Regions from separate parts of the Mus musculus genome. Here all the other regions are linked to region 6. A link is a contact called in public promoter capture Hi-C data. All regions are on one chromosome and are shown on one strand. Each heading gives the region's core, a stretch centred on a gene start, on an enhancer-like site or on the middle of the called end of the contact. The rest is flanking DNA. Distances are from core to core; before and after follow the strand shown. Region 1 holds the start of Eda2r (ectodysplasin A2 receptor). Region 2 holds the start of Maged1 (melanoma antigen, family D, 1). Region 3 holds the start of Fam90a1b (family with sequence similarity 90, member A1B). Region 4 holds the start of Zfx (zinc finger protein X-linked). Region 5 holds the start of Klhl15 (kelch-like 15). Region 6 holds the start of Las1l (LAS1-like (S. cerevisiae)).

Evidence for each region. Promoter capture Hi-C pulls out the DNA fragments that hold promoters and counts their contacts.
Region 1: a promoter capture Hi-C map of embryonic stem cells shows a contact between it and region 6, with 5 times the contacts expected there. The contact joins the promoter of Eda2r here to the promoter of Las1l in region 6. A contact is called at or near these places in 3 of 39 promoter capture datasets (the 3T3-L1 cell line and embryonic stem cells), 1 of 484 Hi-C or Micro-C datasets (embryonic stem cells) and 5 of 115 datasets of contacts at active chromatin or transcription factors (astrocytes, embryonic stem cells and epiblast stem cells).
Region 2: a contact with region 6 is called in a promoter capture Hi-C map of pre-B cells, with 6 times the contacts expected there. The contact joins the promoter of Maged1 here to the promoter of Las1l in region 6. A contact is called at or near these places in 3 of 39 promoter capture datasets (cranial neural crest, liver and pre-B cells) and 1 of 115 datasets of contacts at active chromatin or transcription factors (astrocytes).
Region 3: a contact with region 6 is called in a promoter capture Hi-C map of erythroid cells, with 21 times the contacts expected there. The contact joins the promoter of Fam90a1b here to the promoter of Las1l in region 6. A contact is called at or near these places in 3 of 39 promoter capture datasets (erythroid cells, liver and pre-B cells) and 1 of 115 datasets of contacts at active chromatin or transcription factors (astrocytes).
Region 4: a contact with region 6 is called in a promoter capture Hi-C map of pre-B cells. The contact joins the promoter of Zfx here to the promoter of Las1l in region 6. A contact is called at or near these places in 2 of 39 promoter capture datasets (liver and pre-B cells) and 1 of 115 datasets of contacts at active chromatin or transcription factors (astrocytes).
Region 5: a promoter capture Hi-C map of pre-B cells shows a contact between it and region 6, with 17 times the contacts expected there. The contact joins the promoter of Klhl15 here to the promoter of Las1l in region 6. A contact is called at or near these places in 5 of 39 promoter capture datasets (erythroid cells, liver, neutrophils and 1 more), 1 of 484 Hi-C or Micro-C datasets (B cells), 2 of 115 datasets of contacts at active chromatin or transcription factors (astrocytes and fibro-adipogenic progenitors) and 2 of 9 other capture datasets (adipose tissue and liver).

Annotation. Positions count from the first base shown.
Region 1 is chrX:97,375,942-97,381,023 of GRCm38.p6, reverse strand. It overlaps Eda2r (ectodysplasin A2 receptor), which reads left to right and starts at 3,815. Exons shown (of 7, transcript NM_001161433.1): 1 at 3,815-3,923.
Region 2 is chrX:94,540,290-94,545,289 of GRCm38.p6, reverse strand. Maged1 (melanoma antigen, family D, 1) reads left to right here and starts at 3,265. Exons shown (of 13, transcript NM_019791.3): 1 at 3,265-3,398; 2 at 3,966-4,039; 3 at 4,743-5,000. The coding sequence starts at 3,995.
Region 3 is chrX:94,365,468-94,370,187 of GRCm38.p6, reverse strand. It overlaps Fam90a1b (family with sequence similarity 90, member A1B), which reads left to right and starts at 3,411. Exons shown (of 10, transcript NM_001362881.1): 1 at 3,411-3,557; 2 at 4,445-4,529. Apoo (apolipoprotein O) reads right to left here and starts at 3,078. Exons shown (of 9, transcript NM_026673.4): 1 at 3,026-3,078. The coding sequence starts at 3,034.
Region 4 is chrX:94,122,113-94,127,032 of GRCm38.p6, reverse strand. It overlaps Zfx (zinc finger protein X-linked), which reads left to right and starts at 3,626. Exons shown (of 9, transcript NM_001044386.1): 1 at 3,626-3,965. It overlaps Gm46691 (a long non-coding RNA gene), which reads left to right. Exons shown (of 2, transcript XR_001782847.1): 2 at 1,481-1,784.
Region 5 is chrX:94,231,289-94,236,289 of GRCm38.p6, reverse strand. Klhl15 (kelch-like 15) reads right to left here and starts at 1,360. Exons shown (of 3, transcript NM_001039061.1): 1 at 870-1,360.
Region 6 is chrX:95,955,524-95,960,425 of GRCm38.p6, reverse strand. Las1l (LAS1-like (S. cerevisiae)) reads left to right here and starts at 3,452. Exons shown (of 13, transcript NM_152822.3): 1 at 3,452-3,768; 2 at 4,426-4,551. The coding sequence starts at 3,578.

The DNA of each region.
Region 1 (5,082 bases), core at 2,566-5,065, 1.4 Mb before region 6:
AAAAGGAAGCAGAAGCATCTGAGGGAAAAATGATTACAAAGATACATGAGAAATAATAAATAGACAATAAGAATGAATGCTGAAATATCATTTTGAGACAAAATGAAATGCTTACATGTGATAGAAGCATGATCTTGAGGAAGGAGAGGTCACTTCTCTTTTATTCTTGAAAATGAAGTAGTCTGTTCAGTGTTTTAGAGTAGCATTTGAGTCTTGACTAAGAGGAATGAGCTTGAAATAGTTATTTTTGGCAAATGGAAAGAAACATGGTATAGGATGAGAGAATACACTAATTAACTATGCTAGAACTTAGCTGAAGTTTGAAAAAAAAATCACATGAATAAAAGTAACTTTTTTTTTTATATCCTAGACTTCTAATCTAGAAGTCCCAAGCCATTCAGTGAGACAGCTGTGGACAAACTTATTTACACATATTACATATGCTGAATAACAGACAGAAGAAACTGATTGTGTATGTCATGGATGTTGCTTGACATACTAGAAACCAAAGGGTCAATTCTATGGCTTTCATTTCCACTCTTTAGATCTTACAGACTGAAAGAGCTTTCAAACAACTGAATAGCCCCTTTTTTATTATAATAAGTCACTCTAACTATCTTTTACCCTTGAATTAGAAGCTAGTCTGGCTTCTTGGAGAATTCAGTAAAACTAATATTCCTAAGTGGCATGAGGAATATCTGAAAGTTGACATTAGAGAGCCATCTCTGTGTGCGGTCCAAGAAGAACCTATTTTCAGCCATATACATTCATGGGGTGACGGGACCTGACTATTCTCCAGTTAGGTATGTAAGGTAGGTTCTAACAATGATGTATAATCAGAGAAGCTAGGATTATACTCTTTGTTCTCATGAAATAACTTCCATGATGGGGGAGCCCAAAGAAATGAAGTGACCCAACTCAGTTTCCATTGCCCATGGGACTCAAATAGATTCCATATAGAGAAAATATTTGAGAGCTTTACTCTGACTCAGTGCCATACTCTACCTAGGGTACTTGGAGCTAGTACTGAGGAAAAGCTCTTTCACTTGAGTCCAAAATGCAGGGGCAATTCCATTAGCTTATATTAGGGTATTCTTGGTACTCTTTCTGAAAACATTTGAATGGGGAACTAGAAGAAGTGATGTAGTCATAATAATGACTGGGAATAGGGCCATGATGTTGGCTGTTGAAGAAATGTTTAAGCTGTAAAACCACAAGTCCAAAGATGAGTTCTTAGCATTCCAAGTATTAGGAGAAATAAACCAAAGATACTAAAATGTTGAGCATATTGATAAAATGCAATAGTAGATTAGATCAGAGATATATGGTAGGTGATGGTTCTCAGATGGGAGTTGAGTAAATTATAAAGTATTATAAATCACAATCAATACATGTGGCTTTTTACTATGAATAAGCACACTAACAGAATGGTTGAATTTACTAATATTTTAAAAGGGCCAATCTGGCTGCTATGCTGATAAATGACTAGAATTGGGAAATTACAAAAAGAAGGAGAACACATAGCTACAGTTGAAGTAATGGTTCTGAATTATGAAATTTAGAATGAATTTTAGAGACAGAAAATGCTAGTGAAATATATGCGAGGTTATAAAAAAAGTAAGGATTATTCTGTTATTTCTGATCTCATAAGTTGTTAGAATACATACATTAATTGATAAAATGTGTTAAAGAATGGTTGTCAAGTTCTCGGTGAAGATCAACAATTATTCTACTATTAGACAAATTATGGGATGGGGCAGAGTTGCTTAGAGATATTTTCCAAATAATATGACAATAACTTAAAGACTGAAGTTTTTTTTTTTTTTTTTTGTTTTTTGCAACCTTCCTTTCATGTTTCTTCCAGACATCATGGAGTACTAGGATTCACTTTGGCAAAAAATTTGTATAGTAAATCTTACCTCAAAAGATGGTTGTTAGTGACCAAATAGCACAAATTACATGATTGATTTGTTTTAATTTAAATCTGAAGTGTCTCCCAAGGGCCCATTTGCCCACAGCTTGGACAGTAACCCATGGTGCTACTAGAGCTTTTAAGAAGTGAGGTCTAGTGGGAACTATATTGGTAAGTGGGACTCTACCTTTTGAAAAAGAGAGTGAGACCCATATCATTTGAAAGGTTTCTCTTTTGAATTCTGGCCATTATGTAAATAGCTTTGTGCCACTGACTTATAATAAGCTAAATTACCACAGACCAAACAACAACAACAAAACAGGGGCAACCATCCATGGACTGAAAGCTCCAATACTATGAGTCCAAGCAAGCCTGTCTTTTTCACAAGTTGATCATTGTATAGAATCTGGGTAACAGAGATGAGCAGCTGATGTTGCTTTTGTCTACCATCTAGACTTTTGTTGTAAAATTCATTGTCTGAAACTCAGATGCAACTATATCAAATGGGAATGCTGATAGAAAACCAGTCTCAGCCTTACATTGGTGATACTAACTTTGAATCTGTGTGTTATCAGAAACACTATGTGACTATATGTGTACATTGGCATGTGAGAAGCACCACTTTTAGAATTTCAAGACCATCAAGGCTAAAAACCTTTTAAAATTTCAAATACAGAAAGCAAGACTGAGAGACATCATATGAGGTCGAGTATCCTAATCCTCAAACCAGCATTCTTTTTACTACAATGGAGTCTCAAATCTCAGTTAGCTTAGACATTCTTGTTTGTAGAAGATAGAGGAAAATCAGAGAGCTCCTGTTTTAGAAAAAAATGCCATCTCTGGGAGAAGAGGCAGATTCTTCTTCTATTAGTCACCCCTTGTCCCTACTCAGGACAAAATTAGCTATGTAGGTTAGGAATTTTCAGTTTATTCTCAGAGATAATGTCAGATGACCCCAAAGTATATGAATGTATGTATGTATTCATGTATGTATGTATGAATATTTGTATGCATGTATGTATTTATATTCAAAATACACATGTATATCACTAAATTCTACTCATTATTCTAATCCAATTCTGCTGTTTTCCTCCAAAGGTTTTCAGCCTTTGAGACTTGATTCTTAATTCCTGTTCATGCACTGCTCAGGCCAGATGAGGTTCCAGAGTTTTCTCAAGGCACATTGTTTGGTTCTCTCCTCTACACCTTGTCTCAAGCTTCCATTTCTTCCTATTTACAATGTGTTCCAGGACATCCCCCACTTCTGTCTGTCAAGTGAGACTTTAAGAAAGTGTCATTGTTGGAAGAGCATATATATATAGTGTCTGTATGTGTGTACCATAATAGGTATGTGTAGCAAGAGACCCAGAGACCCAACCGAAGTCAAAGGATGGCTTAAATTCAGAGTGAAGTATAGGATTCAGTTTTTCTTCATTTTTAGTAGTCTTTCCCAAGCTTCATATTTTCTGTTAAAACTCTTAAACTTCTGAAGGTATTAATATAAAAATGCAAAGCCAGAGCCAGAAAGTAGCTTCTCCTCGTGTCTGAGAATCCTTACTTTTTCAACTTTTGGCTTTCTCTGGAACCCCAAGCCTGCTAAATCATGTACATGAACTTTAAAAACTTAAAAAAAAAAAAAAAAGCTGCATTTTGCTAGCTGCCTCCTCCCTTCCTCCCCACAGATTAGGCTAGATCTAACTTTGGGCCCTTCCCTCCCTAGACCCAGCTTCAGTTCCTGGAGCTTTAGTAACTATTGCCAGACTTGTGACTTGGCCGGTGTTTACCCGCCAGACTCACACTGTCCTTTCAGGGGCGGGGTTTATTTGCATAACCACTCCCAGACTTATAAAATGGTCCAATAGCTGTCCTGCATTCCTTACAGGGGAGGGGACGGGGATAGGCATAACATGAAAGAAATAGAGGATGGATTTGATCTGTTGTTGCTACACGTGGAAGTGAAATGACTCCAGCAGAACCTTGGTTGCAACGGATTCCACCTATTGTGAGAGCGGTATGCCATCTGGGGGCTGAGGGGCGGCTGTTGGGCTGGGTGTCTGCTCTGTACTCGAATGCTTTTGTTCAAAGAATCCCATTGTAAGATCCATCCATTTGATCTTGACAGAGTAAGTGTGGGAACATCCTTCGTGTGGTAAATCACTTGGAACCTGTGGCACCTAGGGACGGAAATAGAGGACCAGAGAACTATATCAGATGTCCCTCTAAGAGTGCTACAAAGTCAGCATGACTTGTGGGGGGAGAAGGGATTCTGTGGCTCTCAGTCATTCTATCCGTTTGTGCCCTGACAGCATTCTCCTAGATGTCAGAAACGCTGTTATCCCTACAGCTTTGAGTAGTCAGTTCCTGCCTGTGCAGGTTCGAACTGGGGCCAGATGGCCGCTGGGAATATGCCCGGACTTGTCCAACAACCCTGTGCATCTGGGATCCAGAGATAAGGAAGAGAAGGAGCCTGGGAGTTAGCTCTTGGAGAGGAGGAGGGAACAGATTGGACAAGCAGAGCATCCTGTGGAAAGCTGAACTAGCCCACCCACGTGGTGCCTGGGCAAGTCCGGGCCTGTGTAAAAAGCAATTTGGCACTGTGTATGGGGGCTTTCAGTCCAGCCTCGTCACCAGTGCGACTGAGTTTCATTTGATCACTTGCTGCTGGAAGCCGAGCCCGGGACAGTGATATTTTGATCCGGCCTCACCCCAAACACTGGCCAAGGCCCAGACAGCTGCAAGAACTGGCAGGGTGAAAGGAGAAGGGACCTGCCAGAGACTAGGCTGGGAAAACAGGCTGTAAGATCTCATTTTGACAGGTTTTGGCAGCGCTGGCCAATTTCATCTAGGGCAGTAAGAGGTAGTAAATTGTGGAACTCGCTGTCCAGGTAAAGTTTCTGTCCCCCTTGACTCACCATACCTTTCATCCAACCTATGATGCATACTGAATATTTGCCCTCTATCACCAAGTTTGAAGTACTAAGCCATATAGAGGCTGTTCTCCCTGGAGCCTTAAGAGACTCATCCTGAGTGTAGGACGACAACCAATACTGCACAAGATGAGCTTTAAACATACAAGCAAAACTCTCTGAAGTTGTCATTGTAAGGACCATATCAACTAGAGCTAGAGAAAGACAGATATGGGTTTGCTTGTTTTTGTCTGTTTGCTTGCT
Region 2 (5,000 bases), core at 2,016-4,515, 1.4 Mb after region 6:
CTAACACACACTTACTATAAGCCCAGAAATTGCACTGTTGTACATTTAACTCAAAGAAATGGATATCTGTTTACACACAAAAAAATGTAAAAATAAAAATTAGGGGCTAGAGATGGCCAAACCGTTTTAGTCAGTTCAGTTCCCAGCACCCACACCAGGTGGCACACAACCACCTCTGTAACTCCAGTTCCAGGGACTACAACTCTCTTCTGGCATCCAAAAGCCAGCACATATGTAGCATACACACAGAGAAACAAACCCACATACACTTTGAGGGGAAGTTAGAAAGACAGGCCTGCTCAGGGACAAACATCTGGATAAGAACTAAGAAAAATAGAAGGACTCAGGGGTTTTAATTTAAAACAACAACAAAGCAGCCTATCTAGACTCATGTCCCACCCCATCTAGACTCATGTCCCACCCCTCAGACTCTCACCTCCCAGTGTCCCCTCCCAGCTCCAAGGAAAGAGCCTGAGAGCCTTTTAGCTTCTGGAAAGCTTCCCACCCCCACCCCCACCCCCCCCCCCCGCATTCCAGTCCTTTTGTCTTTTCTGCTCACTCAGTCCTTTGCCTTTTCCCCCAAAATGAACTCAGCTAACACCAGGATCCCTGTTACAACATGAACAGACACAAAAAAGAACGTTAAACATTTAAAAGAATGACGCAGAGAAAGATTTTTCTGATAAGATAAAAACATGCAAAAATGCGTATGCTCCTGGTTCTTGTCCAATGATAAAAACACGACTCTTTGATCAAGCAGGGATTTAAACATCATGCTAACAATGCACATCTGAGAGACCTGAAAGAAGAATGTGGAGTATTAGGCAAAAGAGTGCCATTTAAAATATTTCCACGTGCATTATTATCTTATTGACGTAAGAAGCTCTGTGCCTGAGCTTAAAAATGCTATATGAAAGGTAGCAGAAAAGCCTTAGCCACTGGCTCAGGGTGGTGAGGATTCAAAACTGATTACTTAACTTTGATAGCATTTAGATATTTCAATCCCCAATGATGAATATAAACTGTTGCCATAATGAATTATGTCTCTGTATATGACAAAAAAATAATACGTGAATTTATCGGGCAAAAAAAAAAATTTCCTCTCAGGCTTCTAGCTTTAGCAATGGGGTAGATTGTGTGATTCATTCATTTATCAAACAATCTTTATTGAGAATATAAAACGTATTAGGTAGGCATTGTTCTTCGTGCTGAAGGTACAACAACGAGTAAATTGGGCAAACTTCCATATCCATATCCCTAAAGAAACTCCCAATCTCATGTGACAAAAAGAACAAAACTAAAGGAAACAGTGGTGAGGATATACATACATATATATTCATATATATATGAATATATACATACATATATATTCATATATATATGAATAAATTTTGAAATAATAATTTTGAGAATATCAAGAGATATCCACCTGGAGAAGGGAGGGGACAGCAGGGTGCAAGTCCATAAGGTACAGGCTGGATCATGACTGAAGATACAGACGTGGAAGCAGAGAAAATATAAAATGGCACCTCAGACCTCCTTTCCTGAGTCTGATCACGTCCCACTGCAGACACTTTACAGAGGAAGTGCTGAGGAAAAACAGGCAGCTGACAGGGGAGGTTGCTATGCAACAGATGAGGGAAGTCATCCAGCCTGGCAGAATTGATGTTGGCCCTTGGGGACAAAATGCTGCAGTCCTTCCTAGCATTAGCCTTCTTTCCTATGCAGGCTCCTCACAGGAGCTGACGCCACAATAAATGGGAAACGCGCTAAGGTCTGCCCGGGACTTGGGAAACGGATGGGTTTGGATTGAGTCATTTCGCATCTGTATGCCATCTTTCTGCGTTTGTTTCCCCAGCTGTCCTGGAAGCACAGCTGGCTGTGTGTCCTTGGGCACGACCCTCTTTGCGGGATTCCTGTTTTGGATAGTAGTGAGTAAACCAGGCTCAGAGAAGTCCACTAAAGTGTAGTGACTATATCTCAGGGGACTCACACAGCGAGGGACAGATAGGGCAGACACTCCTCCCGGAATTCTAAAGCCAAGGCCAGCTTCATTCTGCAAGAACAAGGCAGACACACCTGAATGCTCTGGCCGCTCCAGCAGTCACCAAGAAAGCCTGCGGTCTCGCTCCTGGAGACTGCCTACTAAGAGGAGCACAGAACGAACCTAAAGGGTCCCCACACATGCCAGGCCTCCTAGAACACAAGCCTTATTCCCATGGAACAAATATTGGGGAGAGGACAGCTTGTTATTCCAATAGAGGTTGAAGGAGTGCCCCTGTTCTCAGACTAGATTTTACACTCAGGAAAATCCAGGCCCCTCATGGATGGTTTTGTTTGTCTTTTAGATCAAGTCTCAGAGTTGCACAGCTGGCCTGGAACTCAGGGCTTTCCCTGAGTCCCCAGAGTGCTGGGATTACCAGCCTGCGCAGCGGTGCTGGGGCAGGTTCTGGCCTTTCTGTGTGGTACCAGCTCAATGCCCCGGGCTTCTGCATTAGCTACCTGGTGTGTTAAATGAGAATGTTGCACTCCATCCATCTCCCTAAAACAGCCTGCAAGAAAAACAAGCCCCAGGGCAGACCCCACAGCCCAACGCCTTTCCCTCACCTCTCTAACCCAGCCCTCAAAAAGGGTTTCGATGGGCAAAAACTGCCAAAAGGGCGAGAGAAAAAGCTCATTTTCTGAGTCCAGTGAGAGGAAACCTATAGATCCCCCCCCCCCCCGGGCGACCCTTGCTCCGGTATCTCTGCAATGGTTTTTTTTTTTTTTCTGGCCTTTAAGGTTTCTGCGTCGTAGAGTGGGTGAACTCAGCAGAGGCCTAGCATGTTTCGAAATAAGAGACCCCCGCGGGGGGCCTACCTACGGGGCTCTGCACACGGGGGTGGGCGGGAGCTGCGGACCTGGCTAGAGAGAGTTCGGGAAAAAGGGCGGGACTGAGCATAGACGCATTGCGGAGAAAGGTAGGGGGCTGGTGTGTCGGGCCAGGGGGTGGGACCGAAAGGCGCTGCGCATCTGTTGAAGGAGTGGATGCGTAAGGAGAAGGGGAGGAGGAACCTTTGTCCACTGTCAACCTGGTTGGCGGTGGGATAGTGTGCTGGCAAGGAGGCGGGCTCTCCTCCAAGTGCACATGCGCAACAATGGCTCTGGGATGAAGCTTTTGTTGGGAAAGCAAGCGGGACTCTTATTTGGACAGTGATCTGCTGCGCATGCGCGGCGCGTCCAGAGGCGGTGGGTGGTATATTAGGCGGAGAGGCGGGGTCGCCCGAGCTGCCGCGCTGGCATTTTCTCCTGGACGCGGAGAGAGTGCGGGTGCCGAGAGCCGGACAGAGCCATTCCCGATCCTCTTGAGTCGCGAAGAAGGAAACAGCGAAGGGATTGGGGTTCGGCCCTGAGGCAAGGTGAGGTTCGCCCCCAGACGGGGCATCTGCCCCCCTGGCGCGGCGTCCTTCCGCCATTCTTTTCTCCCAGTCCCTTCACCCTGGATTCGGAAGCCCCCTGCTCTGCCTGCTCCCGGATTCAGACCCTGCTCCCGACCCTTTTCTAATTTGAAACTCCGTCCGTCCCCCTGAATCTTTTCTCCAGTTCCCTCCCCGAATCCTATTTCCCGACCTTGATCCCGTTAGATGGTTCCTCTGAATTCAGAACCTTAATTCAACTTTTCGGACGCCCGTGTCTCCCCGCTCGCCGCCCTCCCTCCCCGCCCCCGTAAACTACCGCATCCACAGCTCCTCTCTGACTCCAAAACGGCAGCGCTGAAGCTTTTCCCTGGCCGCGTCTGAGATTGGAGATGGTCTAGCGGGACGACCGGTTACTTTTCCCGCTCCGCTTAGGCCTGGTTCTCCCCCCGGACTCGGCACCTCACCCGCCCCCAGAATCAAAGCACACACGCACACAGAATTCGGTCCTATGTCTTTTCCTTCTGTAGTGTAATGCCCAGCTCCTCTCTCCCACACCCCCCCCCTTAGGCTCTGCTCTTGCCAGGGAGACGAGAGCTATGGCTCAGAAACCGGACGGCGGTGCAGGCCTCCGCGGCTTCCAGGTGAGGACCCCGCTCCCAATTCCCCCATTTTTCCCCTGCTGACAGTTTACGCCCACCCCCGGCCCCTTAGGTCGCGCGAATGGCAGGATCTGATTTTGCCCTTCTTCCGGCCTAGACACCGCGGGCTCTCAGATTTCTAGCGTTTATCGAATGGGGGGGAGGGGCGGCCCTTTTCAGCCATCGGTCCCTGCTTAGAGAAAGGGGAGACCCTGTTAGTCAGGGCATTCTGCCCAGAGAATGCGGGTTGGGTAAGGAACCATTTTTTTTCCATAACCCTGACGCGTGTAGAGCAGTCTGTCGCCCCATCCCCCAACCTCTCGCCTCCACCCTCCCTTTCTCCACGCCGCGAGACTCCCCCTCCACCCTCTCGGCTTATCCTCCTTGATTCCTCCCTCCTCGGGTCTTGAGCTCCCCACCTCAAGCCTAACCAGTCCGTCTCTAAACCCATTTGGGGCTCAGAGCTTGCACCACATTCCGCACCAGCCCCTGCTGCCACAGACTGTCCCTCACCTTGCCCTGCCCCCTCTACCCTTAATTAAATTTTGTTCGCGCCCCGCCTCCCTTTGACCCGCCTCTGCCCCCACGTCTGAGTACTGTGACGCCTGTCTACAGCTCCCCTGCTGCGTTGCGCCGCGCCCCCCCCCTCCTCTGGTCTGCCATGTAAGGCTCAGAGATTGAAATGTTGCCCCTCCTGTGTTTGCAGGCTGAGGCCTCTGTTGAAGACAGCGCCTTGCTTGTGCAGACCTTGATGGAAGCCATCCAGATCTCCGAGGCTCCGCCCACCAGCCAGGCCACAGCAGCTGCCAGTGGGCCAAATGCTAGTCCCCAGAGTTCACAGCCCCCAACTGCCAATGAGAAGGCTGATACTGAGGTTTCAGCAGCTGCTGCCAGGCCTAAGACAGGCTTTAAGGCCCAGAATGCCACCACAAAGGGGCCAAATGATTACTCTCAGGCACGTAAT
Region 3 (4,720 bases), core at 2,162-4,661, 1.6 Mb after region 6:
TACTAAATAAATTCTTAAACATTCAAAGTGTGATGACCAGCAGCATCAATGACATGGAGATGCTAAAAAAAATTTTTTAAAAAAGAAAGAAAAAAAGAAAAGAAAGAGAGAAAAAGAAAAAGAAAAAGAAAAAGAAAAAGAAAAAGAAAAAGAAAAAGGAAAAGAAAAAGGAAAATCTGAGGTCCTATCCCAGTCTAGATTTTAAGAAGAGTCATATGCACATTCAAGTTTAATGGGCTGTGGCTCTCAACTGCTAATACCTGGTATCATTCTTCCTATTCTCAAATAAAATTTGTCATTCACTGACACATTATTTGAGTTATATATAATATATATCTATTTTTATATATAATAGTGGAAGGCACTGTGTACACTACCAGAGGAGAAAGATAAATACCACTACCAGAGGAGAAAGATAAATACCAACCTGGCTACAAACCCTGTGATCTATAATGGTGACATGCCTGCAAGACAAGCTGGTGCAATAGCAGCACAAAAGTTGTGGGAGTCACCAACCAATATTTAATTAGAACTAAGGCCCATACCGTGAGGTGGAACCCATACCTGACACTGCCCAGCTGCCCAAAAACCTGAGACTTGATAGCCCCATGGATCTAGCAGAAATCCAAATACTACTGTTCTGCTAAAGAATGTAGCAATAAAATGACTCCCAATGACATTCTGCTATACTCATAGATCAGTGTCTTGCTCAACCATCATCAAAGAAGCTTCGCCCTACAGCAGATGGATGGGAACACATATAGACACCCACAACTGGACAATATGCAGAAAGTGACAGATCTTGGACCAGTCAGTCCTAAATGGGATGTCTCCATGAAAACCCTCCCCTCAGGGCTCGGAGAACCCTGTAGAAGAGGAGGAGGAAAGTCTGTAAGGACCAACAGGAATGGGGACCTCAGGGAAACAGGGCCTTCTAAGCAAAGCATGATAGACACACATGTGAACTCACAGAGACTATGGCATCATGCATAGGCCTGCAAGGGTCTGCACCAGATAGGGGCCCGGTGTTGGCAGAAGTGGACCCAAGTTCCATTCCCAGCACCCACATGGTATCTAACAAACATTTGTAACTCTAGGTCCAGGGGATCATATTCCATCTTCTGGCCTCTGTAGGTACCAGGCAAGTATGTAGTACACAGACATATATGCAGGCAAAACACTAATACACATAAAAAATAAAACAGATGTTCAACACAACTAAAGACACAAAGAACCCCTGGAATTTCCAAAACATCCTCAAAGTGGGTAGTACCAGTCAGTGAGAACCATTGTTTTACAATCGCATTTTTTATCTGAGTCATAAAGCTATGCTAATCTTTCATGTCCATCAATAAATTAAATGTATCAGGATCATGAAAGATTTTCAAAGAGCCAAAGTCAGTGCACACTTGCACAAACTTATCTGAACATACCCGACATGGGCATTGTTGGCTGCAGATCCAGTTTCCATTACACCTTTTCATGAAGCCATTCCTTTTCCCTGTGCTTACGCAGTGGTCCTGTTAGCCTAAGCTAACCAGAGACTAGCATTCCCTGGCAACTGCAATGAGGCTAGTGACAGACACCTGACCCATACTGGTCCAATCAGACCTGAAGAAAAAACATACTCCAAGCTTGGGAGTTTTATCCTCTCCTCTTCCCCTAGTGAATAAGAAAGTACTGTTATGTCAGTCATCTTGAAACCATAAGGAAGACCAACAATGCCATAGTAAATGCCATAGTAAACCCTGATGGCATTGCTGAGCCAACAAATCTATGAGTTCAGTGTCCATCCTTCCTCTGCATTTAGTGACATAATTCCCCTCAGTATTTAACAGTTAGACTTTATTACCCTAATTTCACAATGGGGGGGGGGGGGAACAGGCAGTTAAGTGGAGTTAAGTGACATGTCCATTATCATATAGCTAGTAACTGACAATACCACAGCACTGGAAGGCAGAAGCCATGGTCTCATTTTGCAGCCCTTACTATTGTGCCTCAAACACCCACCGCAGCTGCAAGAAACTTTGAAATGAGGAGCACAAGTCTGAAATTTCATTAGCACCATTCTGTAAATATTGTGTTTCTTGAGACTTGATTTTGTAGATTTCTGGCTGCCTGTGGCTATTTTTTAAGACAGAAACTTTATGTAACACTGGTTGTCCTGGAAATCGCTACGTAAACCAGGCTATCCTCGAACTCATCTTCATGAATTTATCCACTGCCTCTGCCTCCTGAGTGCTGGGATTAAAGGTGTGCACAGCCTGTGGGGTTTTTTTAATGACAAAATATATTTGCCGTTTAAGAAAGAATAATTTATGCTAAAATACAGGTTTTTGAAAGTCTTCACTGTAAATGTCCATCTTATGGAGGACAGTTCGAAAAAACTGTAAGAGGGGAGAAGAGTCGACTTCATACTAATGCTCACTGGGCAGTAAAGCTCCAGCTACATACACACACACACACACACACACACACACACACACACAGAGAGAGAGAGGGGGGGAGGGGGAGGGAGGGGGAGGGAGGGGAAGGGAGGGAGAGAGGGGGGGATGAGGGGGAGAGAGAGAGAGACCCCCCCGCCCCGCCCCAAGCCAGCATCCCCGACATCCTCCGAAGCTGACCCTCCCCCACCCACGGGCCAGGTTCTGAAACTTGATCCTGCCAAGCAACCAAAGCCACAAACCCTGCAGCGCCCAGACCTGGCTTCATCCTCCCCACAACCCCAAAAGGGCATTAGCCGAGGAGGTGGGCACGATAGAGGCGTTTTAACTTTTCAAAGTGTTTCATTCGCGAGAGAGCTCAAAGGGCCGATCCCACCAATCTAGGGTTTCACTCCACAACCTCACAGGTGCTGGTACCGAGTGCTGAATGAACCGCCGCCAAGCCAGAATTTAGCCCGGAGGTGAAAAAGGCCTCAGGAGGAACCGAGTCTGGTCCCCAAAAAGACGCCCGGGAGCGTGGGGAGGGCTCCTGGAGGCTGAGAGGGGACAATGACAGCTGTGACCCGGCTCCACATTCTCACCTTGAACATGTCGCTGGCAGCCGCGGCTCCGGCAGGGTCACCCCTCCCTTGGCCCCTCCCACTATAAAAAAGGCAACTACGGTGGCCGGGTTAGATCCTGATTCCCTTGACCACGAGCGAGCACGAGATGATGCTGTGACGCCAGCTTAACCCGCCAAAAGCTCGGCCTGCGCCGCTAGGTGGCGTGTCGCGTTGCTTAGCAACCGAGAGGCGCGCGCGGGAACCTAACAAATTCAAACCCCGCCTCCTAGACAGTCCTGCCTCCTTGCAGGCTGTTGCTAGGCGGCAAAAGGCTGCAGGTCCGTGTGGGCGGCCGCACGCTGTGGTGAGAAGAAGGCGGTTCTCTGGCTCCCTGCCGCGCCGGGGACTGGCTTTCGCCTCCACTGCCAGGCTCCGGCTGCGAGGGTTGAGAATCCTGCACGCTGAGGCAGCCAGGCGGTGGCGCCCGACGGACGAGGGTAAACTGCACCAGTCTCTTAGGGAGAAGCAGCGGATCGACCCGACCTTGGGGCATCGATTTACCTCATAAAAGGTTTTTCCCTTAAAGAATTTACCTTGCGCTGAACGGTCCTTAAGTTTTACGTTTAAACTAAATGTAACATGTCGCTTACTTGTGAAAAAATGACCGGTACCGGTGTTTTTCTTTTTAAAGTACTAAAGTGTAAATCTGACAATCAAATATTGGTCCCATTTAATACTTGTAGACGTAAAATGGCAGTATTTGGCTATTTGCGAGAAAAACTGGCGTTGTCGCTGGTTTAATAATTTCATTTTTTCCACCCAAGTCTATGGGCACAATTGTCACGGCCGAGCGTCCAAGGCTGTGAAAAATCTAAGGCTAGGATTCAACTCCAGGTAGGCTGCCTCTTGAAATCTCAGCGCTAGCCTCAGGGAACACTAGCGGGTCCGATAAAGACGGCGTATTTCATATTTCGTTTCTGTCCTAATTCGACAGAAAATGGAAGAAGCCCTGTGGGCGGGCGTCCTGGAGATGCGGAGATTTTTTCAGTGTAAGGTCACTTGTCCTTTTACCCAGAGACTGATTGGGACACACCTGTCCTTAAGGAAATTAGGGGGGTTTTTATTCGCTGAGGGAGAGAGAGAGAGAGAGAGAGAGAGAGAGAGAGAGAGAGAGAGAGAGAGAGAGAGAGAGAGAGAGAGAGAGAGAAGGAAAAGGCGCGCCGCGCGTCTGGGACAAGCTGGAGCGCTTCGGTAAGAAGTTAGGTTTGTCGTAGTATGTAGTATCGGAGCTTTAGTTCAGTGATTTGTGGTCAAAGTTTTTTGGTTTTTTTTTTTTTTTTTAAAGCGGGACTTTGCGGTGTTCGAAAGTTTCAGGGAGGAGAAAGCCCTAGAGCTCAGCCTACTGCCGGACCAACTTCCAAATGTTACGAGCGGCTTTTTTTTCCCCCTTCTCAACAGAATTGTGTGTTCCGAGCCATCTCCATCTCCAGACCCTGAGGAGAAATACTGAATAGACTCGGAAGGCTCTGTCTGCATCAGTAAGGTAACATCTTAGAAGTGGGAAGCATGGTGATGATAAGTTACAGCCAAAGCGCTTGCTTAATGCCAGGAGTTGCGGGGGTATGTGAACTAGGAAAAGAAGGAAATGACAATTTCACCTTCACTAAACTCTAACTGAACTTTAGCATTTAAGTACGGTGTAGGCAACAAACCTTAGTATTAGCAGTACTTGCG
Region 4 (4,920 bases), core at 2,377-4,876, 1.8 Mb after region 6:
GAAATCAGTCATTTTATATTTCTAATATAGGCTTTTGAAATATTCTGTTCTCAGTTTCTCCAGATAAAATTTCCTCTTACTTTGGATCTACTTAGCTGAGAAAAATGAAAGCAGTTCAAGACTGTATTTTTGGGCTGGGCGGTGGTGGCACACGCCTTTAATCCCAGCACTTGGGAGGCAGAGGCAGGCAGATTTCTGAGTTCGAGGCCAGCCTGGTCTACAGAGAGAGTTCCAGGACAGCCAGGGCTACACAGAGAAACCCTGTCTCGGAAAAACCAAAAAACCCAACTGTATTTTTGTTAGTGGTTCGAGACAGAGTCTACCTGTGCATCCTGGGCTGGCCTTAATTCAGCACTATGTGCCTCAGCACTGCATTGCTTGAGATTCTAAGTCTGCAACCTAAGGTTGAGTTTTCAGGAATGCTTTTATCTTCTACACAGCCTCCTTTTTACAAGTTCTGCAAGCCAGGCAGTGGTGGCACACATCTTTAATCCCAGTGCCTAGGAGGCAGAGGCGGCTGTATCTCTGTGATTTTGGAGCCAGCCTGGTCTATAAAACAAGTTCTAGGATAGCCAGGGCTACACAAGAAACCCCATCTCAAACAAACAAACAAACAAACAAATACAACAACAAAAATATTTTGCAAGGGTAACCTTTGTATCCTTGTTCTTTCTTTTCACCAGGATTCTACACTCCATCTTAGCCAGAAGGCAGAGAAGTGATGCCAAGGTTGTAGAGTCACTGACACTATTAGAATTTAAGTACAAGGTAGCCAATGCTTAACCACCCAAGGCTTGGTTGAGAAAGGCTTTTCAGTAATCTTCAGCACACTAAAGGGTTGAGTACACTTTCATAAGTGATGTAGGCTTTTTTTTTTAAATGATAGTTCAGTTTCTCTTCCTCCTTTTTGTGTGCAGTGCTGGCTACCAAATCTAGGACCTTGCACACGACAGGCACATTGAGCTATATCCCTGTTACCTTTCCTGTTTTGAAAATTTAAAATCAAAATACAGTTGGCTCTATTTGTGTGATCATCAGTAGGACTCTCGTTGCACTTTAATAGAAATATATCTAATTTAAGCATCAGAAGTAGGCGTCTTTTCCCTTTTCCAGTCAAAGTTTCTCTATATATGCCAAGTAATCACATAGGGCTCTTTGACACTCAATACCCAATAACTTGTGTGATCTTGTAAATTGAGGCAGCATCTTTTTTTTTCTTTATTCTCCTGAATGCTCTTTTCTTAAGTGCTTTGCAACTGCTAGAGTAGTTGGTGGTTAACGAGGGAAAACCTGACAAGAGTGCTGACATTGGCCTTTCTGTTTGGAACCTGCTGTTTATGGTTGTGTGGCTGATGCAGATTTCCTCTGGGCAAACCTACCATTAAGTAGAGGCCCTTAGAAAGTACTTTAACATGGGTTATCATTAAAAAACCTGTATTAATATGACTCTCTAACCGTTCCCTCCCCATACTTTTTTGAGGTGAGGCTGGTCTTCAAGACAGAGTGAAAAGAAGCCCTTCCTTTCAGTTTCCAGAGCATCTAGACATGCAGTGCCTGTGTGCCAAGTTTCCCCAGTGTTTTGAGATGGCCTTCCTGTGCAGTTCAGGCTGGCCTGCCATCTTCATTTCCGTGCTTCAGACTCCTGGCTGCTGAGATTAAAGGCATGTGCCACCCCTGATCTTTTCTCATTTCCCAACTTAAAGTACTCTTGCTTAATTTTATTTTATGTCGATACAGCCTGTATCATAGCCCGAATTTCCTATAAATGATGAAGATGTCATTTATATTTGAAAGACATTTGTTTGTTTGTTTGTTTGTTTTTCCAGCCAGGGTTTCTCTGTGTAGCCCTGGCTGTCCTGGAACTCCCTTTGTAGACCAGGCTGGTCTCAAACTCAGAAATCGACCTGCCTCTGCCTCCCAAGTGCTGGGATTAAAGGCATGCGCCACCATTGCCCAGCGACTTTTTTTTTTTGATGGCAGGAAGCTAAAACCCCATAAGAAAATGACTGATTACTAGCTAGATCTACTAGATTTCTAGTAGATCTGAGCGGAAAATGAAGGAACACTTTACAGATTTATGCCATCTTCTCCCATTGTCCATGCTAATTTCTGTTCTTAGTATAGGTTCTACCTAAGAGAGCACACACACACACATACACACCACACCACACCACACACGCACGCGCGCTCACATTAAGTAGAGGCCCTTAGGTGTGTGTGTGTGTGTGACAGAATCTCACTGAATATACCACAGTCTGGCCTGAAACTTGCCAAAATCCTTTTTGGATTGTGGACATTACAGGTTTGAGTTATCATGCCTGTCTCCCTTTTAAAAACAATTTTATGATTGTAAGCTGATGAAACAATTTACATTCTTAGAATATGTTTAAAGACACCTCACCCCAGTTTGCAATTTGCTTTATCCTTTTTGTTCTTTAAAGATGTCTTAACTATGGGAAAACAGCTATCAACACTGTCTACCAATATGTCAAGCTGGGTGTCTGAGCACACGTCTGTGATCCCAGCACTTGGGAGGCCGAGGCAAGAAATTGGCTATATCCCGAAATATCCACTGTCTTATGTCCCCCAGTACACCACAAAAAGTTCTATCATGTTAGAGTCTACAGTAATGTACAAACTATATAGTTTAATGTTTTTCGGTGGTAGTGGCCCATGCCTTTAATCTTAGCGCTTGGGAGGCAGAGGCGGGTAGATCTCTTGAGTTCAGCCTTGTCTACAAAGTTAAGTTTCAGGACAGCTAGGACTACTCAGAGAAACCCTGTCTGGCAAAAAAAAAATGCCACATAGTGATCTGGATTGAGAAAAACACAAAACTCCTATTTTTAAGTTTATAAATATTTTGTTGAATCAGATACTTTCACTTCTTTATCTTCTTAAAGTTTAAGAGACTTAAGAATTTTATTTAAAAAAATCTCGATAATTGTAGAGTGTTATAGCATTATTACATACATAAAAGTTATGATCCATAGACTTCCAGTGTAACACACGTGTAGTTTCTATAGCACTAAAAATCTCTATTCTCTGCAGTGTGCTAAAGGCTTCAAAATGTACCTAACCCCCCCCCCCATAAAAAGAGACCAATTTGGCTTCCCGACAGAAAGCTTATTTATTAAAAAAAAAATTACCGGGTTTGGTTGTTATTCTAGGTACCCCCCCAACACTCTGCCTGCACCATTCAAATTGGCAAGGCCATTTTCATTTTGTTTCAAAGTTGTTTTTTTTTTTTTTTTTTTTTTTAAAGGGAAGGCAGGGGACGGCGAGGGTTGCTAAATTTATCTTCATCCCCAGGCACCGGGGATGAAAACACACACACACCGCACACACACACATTTACGGCGGGAGGGGGGTCTGCGGGCCTGCAAACAACTCGAGCCACCGCCTCAGGCCGGGACCCTCGCGGAGAGGCGGTAGGTGTCCCCGAAGGCCCCCGGGGGGTGGCCGCGGCCCACAAACATGGTGGGGGGTGGCCCGGGCCTCCCGCCTCTCGACGGTGTCGGTGGGCCACGGCCTCGTGCGGATTTTACAGCCGAGGCGGCGGCGGCGGCGCGTGTGTGGCGGCGGTGGCGGGCGGGAGCGCGGAGGTGGAAAGAAGGGGGGCGCTGTCACGGAAACTCGGGCCGCCGGAGACCCCGCCGCAGCGAGGCCACTGGGCTCCCCGGTTGCGGGGCGTGAAGGGCGCCAACCCGGGGCGTCAGCGGGACCCACCGGGCGGAGGAGGGGGCCCAGCTACCCTTCCGCATTTTCCTGGGTCTCTCTCCCCGGCGGTGACGTGACGTGCTGACGGCGGGCCCGTGCCGGGGAGCTGGGCCGCTTTTTGTCAGCTCCGAGCTCGGCCCCTCCTCCCTCCCTCCGCCCGCCCCACCAGCCGGAGCCCGGCCCAGTGCTCCAGAGAAAGGCCGGCCTGCAGCACCCGCCACCGTCGCCGACCGCCGCACGACCGTCCGGTGAGTCCGGGGCGCCACTGCGGCCGTAGGGCCTGGTGCGCGCGCGGCGGCCTGCTCTCGGCCTGCTCGGCGGCCCGCAAGGCGCCCTCCCGCGCTAGGCCGGGCGGCGTGGCGCGCGACGCCGAGCAGGCCCCGAGGAGGCCGCAGTTAGGCCCGGGGTGGCGCCCGGGCGCTCAGAACGGCGGTCGAGGCGCGTTCTGGAAACGGGCGGGGACCGGGGCAGTGCCGCCCGGCGGTTGGGGAGGCGGCTGAGGGGTCCCGGGTGGGCGACGTGGCCGACCCGGGGCACCGTGCGGGGGCGAGGCCTGGCGAGGAGGCTAAGGCTGCAGGCATGAGGTGAAGGCCGCAGGCCGGCCCGGCCGATTTTCGCTATGTAAATATCGGCGAGGGGGGGGGGAAGAGGGACGGGGGACAAGATGGCGGCCGGCCGGCGCCTGCTGCAGGCTACGACGGAGGGGGTTGCCGGGAGGGGGAGCCGCCATTTTGAAGGCGGCGTCTGAGGAGAAAATTCCGCTACAGCCCGTGAGGGGGGGTGTGAGAGCGGGCCGCGGCGGCGCTAGCTACGGGGACCGGAGCCCGGGCGCGGCGTCGAGTGTGCGCGCAGGGGCGTGTTCGCTCCCCATGGCGGCCATTGCCCTCGTCGCCATGATGAGCACTTGGATCCCAGGCGCTTGGCGGCAGCGCCACCTTCCTGCCCAGCCTCCCACAGCCCCGTGACTGGCTGCTGTTTCCGCTGTGTTTCAGTTGAGCTGCCGCAGGCGGCCATCGCGGCCGTCTTGGCGCTGGAGCCACCTCATCTGTATGGCCCCGGGGCTCCGAGCCTTTTCCCGGCGCTTTGCTGCCGCTTCAGGGTGATCTGCCGCGGTGGCAGTAGTGGAGCCGGAGACATTTTCTTAGGACTTTATTTTCTCAGAGGTAGATAGACGTGGCCGTTAGGGTGACCCTGGTGCGGTGC
Region 5 (5,001 bases), core at 111-2,610, 1.7 Mb after region 6:
AAAAATAAAAAAGACTAAATAAATATAAGGTGTTAAATATTCTGAATAAGAAAGGGGGCTGAGAGGCCTAGAAAGATGAAAAGCCCTACAGTAACATTAAATTTGAATTAAAGGATACCGTTATTTAAATAAGCAGTTGGCATTTTGTAGAGGGAAGGCCAACGAACACTGACTATTAAACAGCTATCCATCACTGCGCTGTTCTGCTAGTCCTTATTTACTTATAATATAGAAATGAAGAGGCAGCAACAGTTAGCCACATTAACCACTCAAGCAAAGGTTACCTAAAGAAAATGACCTTACATTTTCCTACACCACTATACAGCTATAGATTATTTTCACATATATGACCTCATATAGTCCTCACTACCTCTCTGATGTGGCTATTATCGACTACACCGCATAGATAAGAAACTGAGGCTCCGTCCGAGATCTCCTCAGTGCGAGATTTTCTCAGTCGCCCAGTCGGACCCAGACATTCTGATTATGCCGCACGCATTATGCCGCACATTTCGCATAGTTCTATTTAAGGCACAAACAGGATTTTTAAAGGGAAGGAACCGGTTAAGGGGGAAATAATCATGGTACCTGCAGCTCTATGCTGCAAAAAATGGCTGAATTATGCTTCTTCCTTTTTTTCTCCTCTCTCTCTCTCTCTCTCTCTCTCTCTCTCTCTCTCTCCCCCCTCCCACCAGAAAAAAATTTACATTTCAAACAATTTAAGTAAACTCAAAAGACAAATTAGCTCCCAGCATCTACAAAATGTTTGAGTGCGGCCAGTGCGGTGAGGGCCACGGAACCCGTGCCTTCCTCGGGGCCGCGAGCAAAGCCTGGGCTCCGCAGGCCGGCGGCCAGGGGCGGCTACGCACCTCGGGGGTCCTGTCCAGCCTCTAGTGGACGGCAGTCTGCATCAGGAAGAAGTGGGCCAGTGGCCGAACGGTGGGAGGGTCGGGCGCCGGGATGGACCGCGATAGCTCCTCGAACCTCTACAAGGGGCCGCTCCCTGGCCGGGCCGGAGCGCTCCGGCGCCGGGCGAGCTCGCAAGCCCGAGGCCCCCCGAGAAACAGTCCTGGGAAAGAAGACAGCGGTTGAGTGGCGAGTCCAAACAGTTGGGCTAGGCGTGACGCGCGCGGCGTCGGGGCCGGGGCCCAGCCTCGCCAATACCGGGGGATGTCGCGGCACTGCACGGGGCTCGGCTGGAGAGGCGACTCAGGACCACCAACTGGGGGACAGCTGAGGGGGCCGAGGGCAACAGAAACGCCAGCGGGAACCACATACACGACGGCGTCTCCGGGTTTCTGCCCCCAAAGCGCGCGGAGCCTCGGGATCACCCACGCCGGGGGTGGAGGAAAGCGGGAAAGGGGCGGGAAAGGGGCGGGGCGTGAGAGGGCCACGAGCCAGGGGCCGCTCCGGGCCTCGCGCCCCCTGCGGGCCGAGGGAGCCGCCCGGGGCCCGCCCAGGGGGGCGGGGCCCACGGGCTAGGGGCCCGGGCCAGGGTCTCGAGGACGCAGAGCCGAGCCTGTCCCCGAGAGAGGGCGGGGACTGGAAGCCGTGGGTTAGGGAGCAGGCCTGGGAGGCCCCCTTAGCCCCTGAAGGCGCCCCGTGGGGGCCGGCGCGCCGCCTGGCGGGTGTTTACCTTCCCCCTGGTTGAACGCCAATGCCGCCATCTTTCAGCCCAGGCGCGTCACTTCCGGCGCCACGGAACGGGAGCCGGTGTGGGAACCGGGTAGAGGGAGGGTTGTCCCACGCCAGCTGCGCGCCTTGCCCCAGAGGCGGGCCTGCTACTGTAGTGGGGTTGGGGGGTGACGCGGCGGGGCCGGGGCCAGAGAGAAAGGAGGTAGAGGGGCTCTGCAGGAGGGATCCGCTGAGGTTGACCCTCAGAGCCCTGCCGTCGAGGCTGGAGAGACTCGGCCGTGCACTTCCACCCCTGCAGCAGGGTCACTCCGCCTGGCCCGGAGGTGGGCCCCGTGGCGCTGCAGCGAACACACAGTGCGCAAGTTGAGGGCTAGGAAACCTGGAAAATTCCATTTTTGCATCTTGCACACCGTCGGATGAGGGGAGTTTTGCCAATGGTACCTGTTATAAAAGTGACTAGGTGGACGCCAAATGGCAATCATTTTTTATAAGGCAATTTGCAATGAATCATTGCGTCACGGTTCCACTTAGCTTATCGCATGCAAATTACATGTTTCACATGCAAATTTCCCAGAGATGGAAAGAGTCATCGAAAATGGCATTATCTTCACCAAAGGTAGAAAAGTACGAGCTAAAAAAGCGGGTTTGTTTTGCATCAAAATAGGCAAGAAGGAATATACAGAAGGCACCAATTTCAGTTGTTCCTTGAGGAGGGGTCTGTTTGTTTTACAAATCTGCTCTAGAATTCTAGGTCATGGCTTTTAAATACTACCCTTACTTGATTTAAGAAAATGGAAATACACTGTAAGACTTTTGTAAATTTATTATATATCTCTGTAAGAGAGCTGTAGATGACAAATACACAGTTGAAGCCACTGGTTCTACGACCAGTTAAAAATTAAGACAACCGTTAACCATTTCTGATCTTAACAGATCTCTTTGCTTCCCCTGTCTCTAGCTCCACCACCGAAGCCCATCCCCCACCCCCACATCGCCACTTCTCTCTAAATGAATATCCTGATGAACTTTTCAAGAGACTGTGACTAAAAGTGATCAGTATCTCTTTCTAACAAACTTGATTAACATGCCACATTTCCCAAGAGGCCAAAGTAGCACATCGTGTACTGTTTTGCTGAAGTACACTACTTCATTGTAAAAATAATTATTATTTTGAAAATAGGAAATAATCTCTTTTCTGACTTAAACACTGAAAGTTCAAAACTTGTCTCACCTATTCTGTTTTTTCCAGTAGCCCCTTTAATGCCTTTATTTGTGTTGGTTATTTTTAAATCCTAGCTGGTTGGGTGGGTGAGCTGGCTCAGCAGGTAAGGGTGCTTGCCACAAGAGTTCTAGCCTCAGGATCCACAGAGTGGAAGAGAGAACTCTCTTCACTCACAAGTTGTTCTCTGACCTTGACATGTGTCATGCCTGCACACATACACACTTAAACAAAAGATAGTAAACAAAAGATAGTAACAAGATCTTAAATTCTAGTTTGCTATCTTTGTATATTACTGCTTGATTACCCCAGAATGTATTACCTTAAAACAACACATTTAAAACTTAAACTATAAAATTAACTTTCAATTGCACACATTCAATGTCTGAATTTTATGTTTTATATGTCATAAATAGCTAAAAGAGTTGAATTTTTTTACATTAACTAACAGACATGCATTTTAAGCTATACATTACCATAAGTGAGTGATCTGTCTAGAGGTTTCTTTCTGTTTCTGACTTGGAAAACAGACGTGTTTGTCTGGTGTAATAGGTATGTATAACAGTGAGTGGTGTCACAACGTATTCTGATCAGTATACACATTCTCTGGCGTCATGTGATCTCATCTGGCATTTTCTTCTGTTGCTCTGCCCAAAATCTTTTCAAAACGACTTTCCTGTTTCTGAAAGTGAAGGGTTTGTTTGTTTGTTTGTTTGTTTGTGGGTTTTTTGGTTTGGTTTTTTGTTGTTGTTGTTTTTTGTTTTTTGGGGTTTTTTTTTTTTTGCCAATATGTATGAGTGTTTGGCTGCTTGTGTGTATGTGCACCTGCTGTGTGCCTGGTGTCCATCGAAGTTAGAAGGTATCATATCCCCTGGAACTGAAGTTACATGGAGCCACCATGTGGACACTAAGACTAAGCCTCTGCATGAACAGCATATACTCTTAACCACTGAGCATCGCTCCACCTTCCTATACTGTGTCTTTCCACCCATCTATATATGTTTACTATATAGAACCCCCCCAAAGCTATCCTTAACAAATGATGCTGAGCCAGGATAGGTGCTTGCCACACAATCCCCCAGAACCCACATAAAAGTGGAAGATGAGAATCGACTCTACAAGGTTGTCCTCCGACTTCTACGTGTATGCTGAGGCATACCCATCATATACATACACATCATATACATACACATCATATACATACACATCATATACATACACACTGATTTAATTCTAAAAATAAATGTAGATGATGCCACTTTCACTTCTCTCCCTAGGGATGAAAGCTAAGCCCTCGCTGTTTTTTCAAGTACTGTATTATATATAGGATGGTCTAACATTTTAATACCCAGGAAAATAAAACCCCTTTATCTAAATAAACTGACACCTGCTGCAGTAATTCCTGTTTTCACTTGCAGCAGGCATCGCTTAACAACAGTGATATATTCTGAGAAATGAATAAGCAAGTGATTTTACTGTTAGGCAAACCTAGACAGACACCTAATATGGCGCACATGTTTAATCCCAGTGAGGCAGAAGCAGAGACAGGTAGGTCTATATGAGTATAAGGACAGCTTCATCTACATAGTGAGTTCCAGGCCATTGAGGGGCTACCTAGTGAGACCTCATCTAAAGAGAAAAAAACTATATAGTTTTTCTCAGTACCATGGTTTGCTATGACTGGCAGTGCAGTAGGTTTCTTTATACCAGAATCAACCACAAAAGGTGTAATGTGTTGCACTCCAGTGTAAAGATAGCTGTAACATCAGTAGGTAGTGGGGATTTTTCAGCTCCATTATAATCTTTTGAGTACAGTCTGTAGTTGATTGAAACTACATCCTATCTATCAATCGATTGATCAATCTATTTTACATTTCTTTAGTTGGGGAGGGAGGCATAGAGACCAGACAACTTGCAACAGTTAGGTTCTTCTTTCCACTATGTGAGTGCAGGGAATTGAACTTAGGTTGTCAAATTCAGGTTGTCACACTTGGTAGTAAATGCCTTTAATGCTGAGACTTGTCACTGAATCTAACTTTTTTTTTTTAGACAGCCTTTCAATTATCCCAGGATGGTCTTGAACACATTATTCAGCCAAGAATGTCTTTGATCCTCTTTCGCCCACCTCCTCAGTACTGGAATTACAG
Region 6 (4,902 bases), core at 2,203-4,702:
GGGTTGGTGCATTGCTCCTTCCATCCAGCAATTGTGTGTGTGTGTGTGTGCGTATACACAGATATATACACATTCACACATGGAATGGTTAGAGCAAGGGTCCAACAAGCAGACTCCAAACATTTCACACATACATACATAAATTAGCAGGTGGAGCAAGCTCCAACACACACCCAGACATGCTATGTGGTGTGTGTGTGTGTGTGTGTGTGTGTGTGTACGTGCACGTGTATACTGATTACTTGTGTTAGTGATTTCTTTGAAAATATTAGGAGGCGGGGTTGGAGAGATGGCTCAGTGGTTAAGAGCACCGACTGCTCTTCCAGAGGTCTTGAGTTCACTTTCCAGCAACCATATGGTGGCTCACAACCATCTATAATGGCATCAGATGTCCTCCTCTAATGTGTCTGAAGAGAACAACAGTGTACTCACATAAATAAATCATTTTTTTAAAAAAGAAAAATAATATTAGGAGGGATTTGTTAATTTAAGGGGTGTCAAGGGTCTCTTAGACAATGAAACACTAAGAGCTCATCTAGCTTAAAAAAAATAAGGAAACCTGCTGGGAGCCAGGCCCATCCATGGCTCTCTCAGGTCCTGATGAAAAGACAAGGGGCCTACTTGGCAGGGTCCTTTCTGGGCCTGGGGGCAGGGCCTCAAAGGAGTCAGAGTTGCAGTTTCTGGGATCTGGGCATGCCGTGTTCTCTTTGTCATCATTGTATCGTTTAGCTTTCTGGGGACCTTGACTATCCCTCTCTCCTGCCAACAGTAAGTATGAAGTTGTGTGGCTTAGGAAACTGGCTTGAGCAAGACCTCCTGATCCCAAATTTTCTCTTACCTTTATTTCCTGCTCCTTCCCCTCAGAGACCTTTACTCAAGAACAACTTCCTGGTCCAGGTCAGTAGAAGCAGGAAGGCAGAGTCAGGTAATGAGGCAAAAAGTCAGAGGAGAGGGGAAGAGGTGATTGGAGAAGGCAAAGAGGTCGAGGGGCAGAGGCAGAGCAGCAAAAGCATTTGTAGACAGGAAGAGGCAGAGTGGGAGACACAGAGTAGTACAGGGAGAGGCAGAGATATGGAGGCAGAGGAGCGAAGGAGCATGGATGCAGAGAGGCAGAGGCAGAAATGTACAGGCTGAGTGACAGGCAGAGGTTCAGAGGGGTGAAGTGGAAGAGGTAGAGCCCGAGGGGCAGAGAAACAGTAGAGGCAGGCAAGCACTGGCAGAGGGAGAAGCAAAGCGGCAGAGGGGAGACTTAGAGAGGCAGGGGTGAAAAGGCAGAGAGACAGGGTGGAGAGGAGGTGGAGGCAAAGAGGCAGAGGGGAAGCTGCAGGGGTGGGGAGGCAGTGCTATAAGGAGAGAGTTCAAAATGCACAGGCAGGGCGTGGGGAGGGTATAGGGAACTTTCGGGATTGCATTTGAAATGTAAATGAAGAAAATATCTAATAAAAATTGTTTTTGAAAAAAAGAAAAAAAAACAAAGACAAAACCAAACCAAAACAAAAAAGAAATGCACAGGCAGAGGCAGAGATTAAGAGAGGCAGGAACAGCCGTGGGCACCAGCACACACTTGGTACCCAGATATATATGCAAACAAACACTCAGACACATAAACTAAACCTTGATATCAAAAAGAAAATCCAAGAAACACCACAGTAATGCCTTTGTTTAGGAACCATCTGATAAATATGAAACATAGTGGGGATAACTGTTGGGGATAGTGTATTAAACACTGGGGTCTCTTGTTTTTATAGTTCTCATGGTCTTAAGTAGTGTAAACAGGGAGAACACAGCTCCGTATCTGAGAATTTTAAACTGAGACTAGCCTTAGAGTTACACATAACTTAAGAAAACATGTTTTCTTAATTCTTTAGAGTTTTTAATTATATGTATTTGTGTTGGGGTATGTTATATGAATCCAGGTGCCAGATGAAGCCATTGGTGTTTGGTGTCTGTGGCACTGGAGTTAACAGGTGATCTGCACTCCAGTCTTCTGCCATTTGAACAATGGAACCACCTCTGGCTCATTTACCTCCTTTCTTAGCAGTCCCATACGAGGCCACAGGGCTGAGCTTCAGTGTCCTCACTGGTAAATTAATAAAGACAAAACCAACTTCAGTAAAATGACAAAATGCACAGGTCAACTAGAAGAATTATTTTATTTAGGCTATCGTCATAGGGAGAATACTTAAAGAACAACACAATAGATGGCTTTGTAGTGGGAGATAAACATGAAAGTCATTCATGAGTGTTATGGGGAGTCATATGAAAGCAAGGGAAAGAGTATTAACTGAAAGCATTTGCACAGGGATGTGGTAGATAACTGGAGTCTAGACTAATAACCTCAGGAAAGGGGCAGAGACTTGTCCAAGGTCACATTGATAGTGGCAAAGGAAAGGTAAGACTAGAACCCTGATTCTATACTCTCAAGATAATTCTAATTCCAGTCATTCAGGCCTTAAATCACTGTGCAACGGGCATCTATCAGCTTACATATTTCTTAGTAATGCTTTTATTTTAAAAAAGATTTATTTATTTATTTATTTATTTATTTATTTATTTATTTTATGTATATGAGTACACACTGTAGCTGTACATATAGTTGTGAGCCTTCATCTGATTGTTCGGAATTGAATTTAGGACCTGTGCTCGCTCCAGTCAACCTGCTTGCTCCTCTAGACCTCGCTTGCTCCAATCAACTCCGCGAGCTCAGTCCCTGCTCCCCCAGGTCAGCCCTGCTCTCTCAGTCCCTGCTCAGTTCGGCCCAAAGATTTATTTACTATTATTATAAATAAGTACACTGTAGCTGTCTTCAGACGCCCCAGAAGAGGACATCAGATCCCATTACAGATGGTTGTGAGCCACCATGTGGTTGCTGGGATTTGGACTCAGGACCTTCGGAAGAGCAGTCAGTGCTCTTACCGCTATTTAACATATAAGATAGTGGGTTCCGTTATGACATTTTCACGCATGTACTTTGCTCATATTAACTTCCTGCCCCTATTATCATCTTTTACTGGTTCTGACCCTTCTCACACTGTTCTCTTTCCTTCCTCCTAACATGCTGCTATTAATTTACTCAGTACTTGTCAAGAAAGCCGATTTTGTTCTACCAAATCTTAAAGCCAAAAACCAAAAAAAAAAAAAAAAAAAAAAGAACCTTGAAAGCACCCTAAGTACTGTAATCGAGAGCAATTCTTCCGTAGACCGCCAAGGGGCGCAAAGCTTTGTTTTGTTTTGTTTTTGTTTTTCTCCTTAAAGTCCATACACGCTGGGACAGACGACGCTCAACAAGACAGGAAATTATGGGAACCTAGAAGCTGAAAGGACTGTGTTTCTGGGTAGGCGGCTTTGTGAATGAACGCTTCCGGCAGCGAGCGGTGCCAGAATTCCGCACGTCAGACCTGTGTCCCACGTTCCTATTGGCTACAGTCACGTTGAGAGGCGGGCTGACGTCGGGGTCATATTCTCCAATTGGCTAATGGTGTGCCGTTTGGAGCAAGGGCAGTGTGTAGCGCAGCATGCTGCGCACTTCAGTTGAGGTTGGGAATCCGGGCGGAGACCTGCTCTTGGCTCCCAGGGCATGGATCGCGTGTGGCGTGCGTGGGACGGGCAGTCCTTCAAAGAGAACCAGCCTGAGTCGCCGAGTGCCAGGGGTATCGTCGTCTCTTGGCTCAGCAGGGCTGAGTGGGAGCAAGTGACGGTTTATCTGTTCTGCGATGATCACAAGTTGCAGCAGTATGCGCTGAACCGAATTACAGTATGGAGGAGCAGGTAAGGCGGCCGGGTCAACCCTCCTGCCTGGGCGCTGGTGGTGCCTCACTCCTTCCTTGGTCGAATTCCCCTACGGCCACATCTTCTATAGCCTTCCCTGAAATTGCCTTATGGTGCCTCTCTCCTAAGTGCCTGGGGAAAAGTTGCAGCCATGCTCCTGTACTCGTCGAAGGAAAACAGGGCGTACGTTCCAATAATATTTTTGTGTCTGTGAGGTTTAAGTTTTATGTCCAAAATAGAGGGAACCTGAGCCCGGGACTAAAAGAGTAGGTTGATATGTTAGGGTGGCTTTCTGGTTCCAGTTAGGGATTGGACTGTCACCGTTTAGGTTAGATTCAGGATTGAGAAGGCTCAGTTCGTTTGATGGGGGCGGGATATAGAGATTTGGGGTTCCCATACCTAAATAATTTGAGCGGGGAGAAAACGGACTGTGTCCACACAACTGTTGATGTCCTGTTCACCCCAGCCAGCTTCTCAATTCCTTTATTATTGTTGGATCCCGGGGACTTGACCCCGTCTTTTCCACAGGGTTTTGTATCTCCGTGCACTTTTCAGTATGTAGGGGGGGGGTGGGGGGTGTATAGTACAACGACCAAGCTTCTCTGGTAGAGGATAGAACAATGTACTGATTTTTATGATGGTGCTGTGGCCCTTTAGGTTAGGCAACGAACTGCCCCTGGCAGTGGCTTCTACTGCTGACCTGGTAAGATGCAAGCTCATCGATGCAGCCGGTACCTTGGGCACTGATGAACTTAGACTGCTCTATGGCATGGCATTGGTCAGGTAAGACCTGCACAGGGTAAGACTGGGGTGTTGGCTTTGGGAACTGGTAAACATGGATTCGGGTACTACCTGAAACAAAAAGCCACGGATGGGCCTTTGTGGGTGAATCAACCTCTGAGTTTTGTTTTTGTTTTTGTTTTTTTAACGTGGCCATGACTATGTCTTGTTCACAGGTATGTCTTGTCCACACAACCCTCTTTCCCTTTTCCAGAAAGTTTTTTCTCTTCTGTTCTTCCTTCCCTTCTAGAATGTGTAGGAGGTATGAAATTCAGAATATTTCATACATGTTGGGGGGAGGGCTACTACTGAGTTTTCTCATGTGACAAAGCCTTGTTCAATCTGTTTGGATGT